2 separate regions of the Sus scrofa genome follow, and region 1 is linked to region 2. Evidence: chromatin contacts called from public Hi-C data. All regions are on one chromosome and are shown on one strand. Each heading gives the region's core, a stretch centred on a gene start, on an enhancer-like site or on the middle of the called end of the contact. The rest is flanking DNA. Distances are from core to core; before and after follow the strand shown.

Region 1 (3,680 bases), core at 215-2,714, 210 kb before region 2:
CTGGAAGCTTCACTGGATTCACTGAGGGGTTCTTCGAGCGTACTTCCTGGGTGATGTCCTGTCACCAGCACAGTCTATTCCACCATGAGCGATGCCAGGTCTGATCACTTGGTTACAGCTGCTAAATGCAAAATCTCTCCACTGGAAAACCACACTTTCCTTTCCCCAATTAAGAATTTGGGTTAATTCTTAGATTCAACCTTTCTCTGAGAGGCTGAGGATCCATTAACAATCCTTGCCTGAGTCAATTATAATAATGCAGGTTTCAGTGGGACAGTTGGCATTTTCCTGTAAAGAACGTTCTCTCTACTTATCCCACCCTTTTAGTTTTCCTTTTCTTCTCAGAACTTAATTAAGGATTCACAGATTGAGAAATACTGAATAAAGTACAATTAGGGACAGTCATTATTCTTTTTAATGCCCAAATTTGGCCTGTGGAAGACACGTCAACCAGTTTCTGTGTCCTTTTTGACAATTCACTGAACTCCATTCCTGTTTTCAGGTACCACAAGATACTCCAGGCTCAGTTCCTATTAGTTCTTTTTCTATGGGATACAGATTCCTCCTTACAAGGTTTTTTGAGAAACCAAGATCTGACACTAAGAGTGCTCACTGCTACTCTTAAGTCAGACAGAAATGGAACTATTAAAAAAAAAATGAAATTACACTAAAGTTTCTAATTCAAATTCAACATTGCTTTTTAAAAACTTAATGTTCACATTTGTATTTCTTTTACTGAAAAGCTTGATTTCAAATAGTATCAACATGTTTACTAATTTGTTTTAATTTACTAATAGCTTAGTGAGCAAAGTTCAAAATTTTCTGTACAGACACTATACTGTGATCAGAATAAAAGATAATTCTTTTCCCTATGGGGATAATTTCAATCAGGATCTTTCAAATCATTCTAGCAATTTCTTTGGTACTAGGGTCTCCTCACAATTTCTTCTACAGGGTCAGATAGTCATTGCCTTTAAAAAAAGGAATGCCTTAATGTAGCTGTGGCCTTCCATCGCATCTGCTATGCCACAAACATGAAATTGTTTATGTGACCTTTTTACCAGAAGGAACTGACTCAACCACAAAGCAGAGCACAAGCACGACACAGGGCTCAGGATCGTGTGCGATCAACATGGCTTGTAAAGCAGAAAGTTTTTACAACACAGAAAAGGATGTGATCATCAGTGGGGGGCCAGAAAGCTGAGGAAGAAGCTCACCACGCAAACGCTGTGCTCAACCAACTCGGCCAGCAAACTTCTGAAGCCGCTAGAATCTAAGATTAACATCACCATCGTCATCATCATCGTCCCTTCATTTATTTCAGAGATGGGGGCTAGAAACAAATCTCCCAAATCTCTTAAGCCTTATAAATCTGAAAGTAAAACTAAGTGGCTACCTTTTTTTATCCCTTTTCAAGAAGTTCTTCTTCCCTGCTCTTTCGATTCGGCCTTCTTCAAGATCCATCGCGACCTGAGGAGAAACCAGAGCAGACTGGCCAAGTGCAAGAACCGCAGAACCACAGAAGGCCGAGGTGAGACAGAGCAAGACTTCCGCGGGGAGCGGTAGGGCAGAGCGCTCGCCCTGATGCTCTAGCCGCCAGAAGCCGCGGTGGCTGCCTCACGGACTTGCCTCCGCGCCCGGCATCCAGCCTCCGCACGCGAGCAGAGGGGCAGGGCGCCGGCGCGTCCTGGACTTTGCCCGCTGCCGCTGCAGCTCTACCTCCCGGTTACCCTCGCGGTCCACAGGCTCAGAGCCCAGCTTCCAAGACGAGCGGCCAGGACCGAAAATAAGGTGCCGGGGAGCTCCCCAACTGAGATAACTCTCATTCCCCTGGCTCCTCTTGGACTTGCCAATTGGAATCCGCCCCCCGCCCCAAACCCTTCTCTCACTGGAACCAAGCTCAGAAAATTGGAGGGCCCACTTTCCCTGCGAACTGTCTCCATCTCGTCCCCAGCTTCGCGCGCCCCTACCTCGGGCTTTCCCTCTGAACGTCCGCTAAGACGTGGATTTTTGGAAGAAGAGAGGCAGACTCCCGGAGGAAGGACTCCCGGGAAGCTCCCGGAGGAAGCGCACAGCGGTCTCGGACTTCGGGGCCTAGAAGGAGCCGCGGCTCAATACGTCCAGGCTTCCTGTGGCGAATGGTGAGAGGAGTAAAAGTGCAGCCCACACCCCTGCGCTCTACAGCCCAGCCAATCAGCCAGACCGCTCTAGAACTACTGCAGGCCCTCTTGATTGCATGCTGATTGCACTACGAGTTAGGAAACAGGTTGGAATTGCAGGAGGAATGTCCTTGCTTCTGTTGCCCCTCAGCAAAAGAGCAACTAGAGGAACGCTTATCAACTGAATCATGAAGGACATTTACAATTATAGAGTCATGTCTGTGCAAGTCCTCAGAAGTCTTCATATCCACAGAAGTATGTATAGATAGATATGGATGTGGATATACAATCCACTCCTTGTGTCGCGAGTAGAAAAAGTAAATTTTCTTTGGTACCTCATCCAATATATTTAATAAAACTACCTCCGACCTTGTGCCTATGCTGGAGTTAAAATGATTTGCTTCTCTTCCTAGTAGCTCCTTTAAAAAGGCCAGGTGAAATTTTTCTACAGGAGTCTCTTCAGTATGTTTGACAATTTCTGGGGTGTATCTGTTATCTTTTATTGAAAATAAATGGAAAGAAAGAAATAGAAAGTTTAAAAAAAAGTCTAAGTGCACATTTAGGATTGAAATGTATTTAAAATTACATAATATTTTCAAATTTTCACCCTCAGAGTAATACTTATGTTTTTCTCAAGGTATTAAAAAAAAAAAACTCTTACATTTTAATTCTCATTAGTATAAAGTATGATTTATTTTAGCATATGCCTTAAGTTGTAATTCCCTATTTACTGTTAGCATTTCTTTTCTGGTCTTCTCTCTTTTCCTCAAGTTATTAAAAGGTAAGACCAATCTTCACAACTCAAGTTCATAAAACAGCATTAACTCATATCAGAGGTTGATAGGTTGTACTTATCAACCTAGGGGAAATGGATGTTTTTGTAATCTTCGTTTGTGTTCTCCATCATATGAGTTACCTCTCAGCTCACCGCAGAAGTTTAAAGGAAGAAAAACCTTTCATTTTTTATTGAATAGTGTGTATTTACCTTACATTTGCTAAGTAACTCATCCTTCAAAGCCATAATTTTCCTTCCACCTTTTATTCCAAATTTTCCTTACCTTGATTTTTTTTTCTGAAACATACAATCAGGTTTTTTTTTTTTTTCATTACCAACTGCTATTTAGACTTTCTAACAGGTTTCTAGCATTTTCTCAGCATTCTAATTGGATATGCATGTGCACAGCATCCATCCAACTGCTTAAAGGCTTAACAATACCCTGTGGTCCACCTGAGGCAAATATATATGTATCTCATTCCTCTTTCTCACATGCGTTTTTAATGATTCATGCCTTTGTTTCTGTTTCCCAAACTCGCCCTCTGTTCACCTGTGCCAAATAGAAACAGAGTTTAGGGTGAAGTAAAGAATAGTTTTAATTGCTTTACCTGGCAAAGGAGGCCACAGCCGGCTAAGGCCCTAAGGACAGCACTCTCCCTTGAGAGGGAAGGGGTCTCATAGTTTAGAAGTGGAAAACTGGGCTGCAGATAAGGATAAGCTTGCATTCTTCACCTTGGAACATTTTA
Region 2 (3,669 bases), core at 1,032-3,531:
GGTTTTGTGAGAAACCAGTATCTGACACTAAGTGTGCTCACTGCTGCTATCCCTTTTAATGGAGAGAAATGGAACTATTTTTCAAAAATCATGAAATTACACTGAAATTTCTAATTCAAATTCAACATTGTTTTTTAAAAACTTAATGTTCACACTTGTATTTCTTTTCTCTTACACTGAAAAGCTTGGTTTCTAATAGTGTTAATACATTCACTAATTCATTTTATTTTATAATTTGCTAAGAGCTTATTGAGCAAAGTTTGAAATTTTCTATACAGACACTGCACTGCAATCAGAATATAATTATTTTCCCTAAGGGGATAATTTCAATCAAGATCATTTCAAATCATTCTAGCAATTTCTTTGGTACTAGACTCTCCAAATAACTTCTTCTCCAGGGGTCAGATAGTCATTGCCTTTAAAAAAAAAAAAAAAAAGAATGCATAGGGAGTCCCCCTCCTGGCACAGCAGTAATGAATCTGACTAGTAACGATGAGGTTGCAGGTTCAATCCCTGTTCTCTCTCAGTGGGTTAAGGATTTGGCTTTGTGGAGAGCTGTGGTGTAGGTTACAGACTCAGCTTGGATCCTGCATTGCTCTGGTTGTGGCATAGGCCAATTCCACCCCTAGCATGGGAACCTCCATATGCCTCTGGTACCGTTCTAAAAAGGAGGAAAAAAAAAAAAAAAAAGCCTAAATGTAGCTGTGGCCTTCTGTCCCATCTGCTATGACACAAACACAAAATTGTTTATGTGACTGTTTTACCCAGAAGCAACAGATTGGACAGCAAAGCACAAGCACAGCACAAAGTTCAGGCTCGTGGCCAACTGACATCACTTATAAAGAAGGTTTTAAAACATGAAGAAGAAGGAGTTTCCAAATGGTTAACCAATATGACTAGCATCCATGAGGACACAGGTTCTATCCCTGAACTTGCTCAGTGGGTTAAGGATCCTTCGTTGCTGTGGCTGTGACAGAGGCAAGTAGCTGTAGCATCAGCTCCAATTGGACCCCTGGCCTGGGAGTCTCCCTATCCCGAAAGTGCGGCCCTAGAAAAGAGAAACACACACACTCACAGAGAGAGAGAGAGAGAGAGAGAGAGAGAGAGAGAGAGAGAGAGAGAGAAGAATGTGACCATCAGTGGGGGCCAGAAAGCTGAGGAAGAAGCTCACCACGAAACGCAGCCAGCAAACTTCTGAAGCCTCTAGAATTTAAGATTAAAATCAACGTCTTCATCAGCACCATCATCATCATCACCAACCCTTCATTTATTTCAGAGCTGGAGGCTAGAAACAGATCTCCCAAATCTCTCAAGCTATATAAAATCTGAAAGTGAAACAAACTGGCTACCTTTTTTGGTCCCTTTTTAAGAAGTTCTTCTTCCCCGTTCCTTTGTTTCGGCCTTCTTCAAGATCCATCGCGACCTGAGGAAAAACCACAGCGGAGTAGCCAAATGCAAGAACCCTGGAAGGCAGAGGTGAGACAGAGCCTGACTTCTGCGGGGAGCGGTAAGGCAGAGCGCTCGCCCTGATGCTCTAGCCGCCAGAAGTCGCGGTGGCTGCCTCAGGGACCTGCCTCGGTGCCTGGCATCCAGCCGCCGCAGGTGAGCAGAGGGGCAGGGCGCCAGCGCGTCCTGGACTGTGCCCGCTGCCACTGCGGTTCTGCCTCCTGGTTCGCCTCGCCGTCCACAGGTTCCCAGAGCCCGGCTTCAGGTACCAAACCGGCTCTATGGGCTCAGGGAGAGACACTCCAGGACGAGCGGCCAGTGTCCAAAACTAGATGCCCCAGGAGCTCCCCAACTGAGAATAACTCCAACTCCACCCGGTCTCTTTGGACTTGTCAATTGGAATCCACCCCTCCTCCTCTCCGAAGCCCTTCTCCCACCCGGCCCAAACTCGGAAAACTGGAGCGCCCACCCTTCCCGCGAACCGTCTCCATCTAGTGCCCAGATTCGCGCGCTCTTACCTCGGGCTTTCCTTCGGAACGTCCACCACGACGTGGATTTGGGAAGAAGAGATGCAAACTCTAACAGGAAGCCTCCGGTGGATGCGCACAGCGACCTAAACCACTTTGAACCTTGGAGGAGCCGCTGCTCAAATATGTCCTGGCTTCCTGGGGCAAAGGCGCAGGGGGCCTGCAGCCCACACCCAAAAGCTCTGCAGCCCTGCCAATCAGCCGGACCGCTCAGAAGTACTCCCCGCCCTCTCGATTGAAGCTGATTGCACTATGAGTTAGGAAACAGGTTGGAATTGCAGGAGGAATGTCCTTGCTTCTGTTGCCCCTCAGCAAAAGGGCAAGTAGAGGAATGCTTATCAGCTGAATCATTAGGGACATTTACAATTATAGAGTCATGTCTGTGCAAGTCCTCAGAAATCTTCATATCCACAGAAGTATGTATAGATAGATATGGATGTGGATATACAATCCACTCCTTGTGTCGCGAGTAGAAAAAGGAAATTTTCTTTGGTAGCTCATCCAATATATTTAATAAAACCACCTCCGACCTTGTGCCCATACAGTAGTTAAAATGATTTAGACTTCCCTTCCTAGCAGTGCCTTTAAAAAGGCCAGGTGAAAATTTTCTACAAGTCTTTCTTCAGTATGTTTGACAGTTTCTGAGGTTTATCTGTTACCTTTTGTTTGAAGATAAATGGAAAGAAATAAATAGGAAGATTTTTTTAAACACATGAGTGAAAACAGGTAGAAATGTATTTAAAAGAATGGAATGTTTTCAAATATAAGCCATCAGAGTAATGATAATGTTATTCTCAAGACATTTTAAAGCTCTTCTATTTTTTTTGGCTTTTTTTTTTTTTTTTAAGGGCAACACCCATGGCATATGGAGGTTCCCAGGCTAGAGGTCAAATTGGTGCCTTAGTTGCCAGGCTGTGCCAAAGCCACAGCAAACAGATCCCAGCCTGATCTTCTACCTATGCAGCAGCTTGTGGCAACTCTGGATCCTTTAACCCACTGAGCCAGGTCAGGGATTGAACCTACATTCTCATGGATACTAGTCGGGTTCCTAACCCCATGAGCCACAATGGGAACTCCTAAACTCTTACATTTTAATCTGGATAATTAAAGTTTTGTGTATTTTAGCATATTCCTTTAGTTGTAATTTAATTCCGTATTTACTGTTACCATTTTTTTCTGGTCCTCTGTCTTTTCCACAAGTTAATGAAACCAAGTGCAATCTTCACAACTCAAATTCATAAAGCAGCGTTATCTCACATTAGGGCTTTTCACCCTTATCAACCTAGGGGAAATGGATGTTTTTGCAACCTTTTGTTTGCCTTCTCTAAAATATGAGTTACCTCTCAGCTCACCGCAAAACTTTAAAGGAAGAAAACCCTTTTATTTGTTACTGCATAGTGTACTTTCCCTATGTTTGAGTAACTCATACTTCAAAGCCATAATTTTCTTTCCACCTTTTATTCCAAATTTTCCTTACCTTGATTTTCTTTTCCTGAGCCATACAGTCAGGTTTTTTTCATTACAAACTATTAATTAGACTTTCTAACAGGTTTCTAACATTTACTCTGTGTTCTAATTGAATATGCATGTGCACAGCATCTATCCAACTGTTTTAAGGCCTAACAACACCCCGTGATCCACCTGGGGCAAATGTATATCTATCTCGTTCCTCTTTTTCATATGCGTTTTTACTATG

Evidence for each region. A called contact is a pair of places that touch in the nucleus more often than the background predicts.
Region 1: a Hi-C map of omental adipose tissue shows a contact between it and region 2, with 7 times the contacts expected there. The contact joins the promoter of ABCB1 here to the promoter of LOC100522455 in region 2. A contact is called at or near these places in 3 of 5 promoter capture datasets (liver and skeletal muscle) and 20 of 47 Hi-C or Micro-C datasets (blood, differentiating spermatogonia, embryonic fibroblasts and 9 more).

Annotation. Positions count from the first base shown.
Region 1 is chr9:93,048,571-93,052,250 of Sscrofa11.1, reverse strand. It overlaps ABCB1 (ATP-binding cassette, sub-family B (MDR/TAP), member 1), which reads right to left and starts at 1,464. Exons shown (of 27, transcript NM_001308246.1): 1 at 1,397-1,464. The coding sequence starts at 1,464. LOC100522818 (a long non-coding RNA gene) reads left to right here and starts at 549. Exons shown (of 2, transcript XR_299049.3): 1 at 549-2,414.
Region 2 is chr9:92,836,340-92,840,008 of Sscrofa11.1, reverse strand. It overlaps LOC100522455 (multidrug resistance protein 1), which reads right to left and starts at 2,281. Exons shown (of 28, transcript XM_013989592.2): 1 at 1,965-2,281; 2 at 1,350-1,423. The coding sequence starts at 1,417.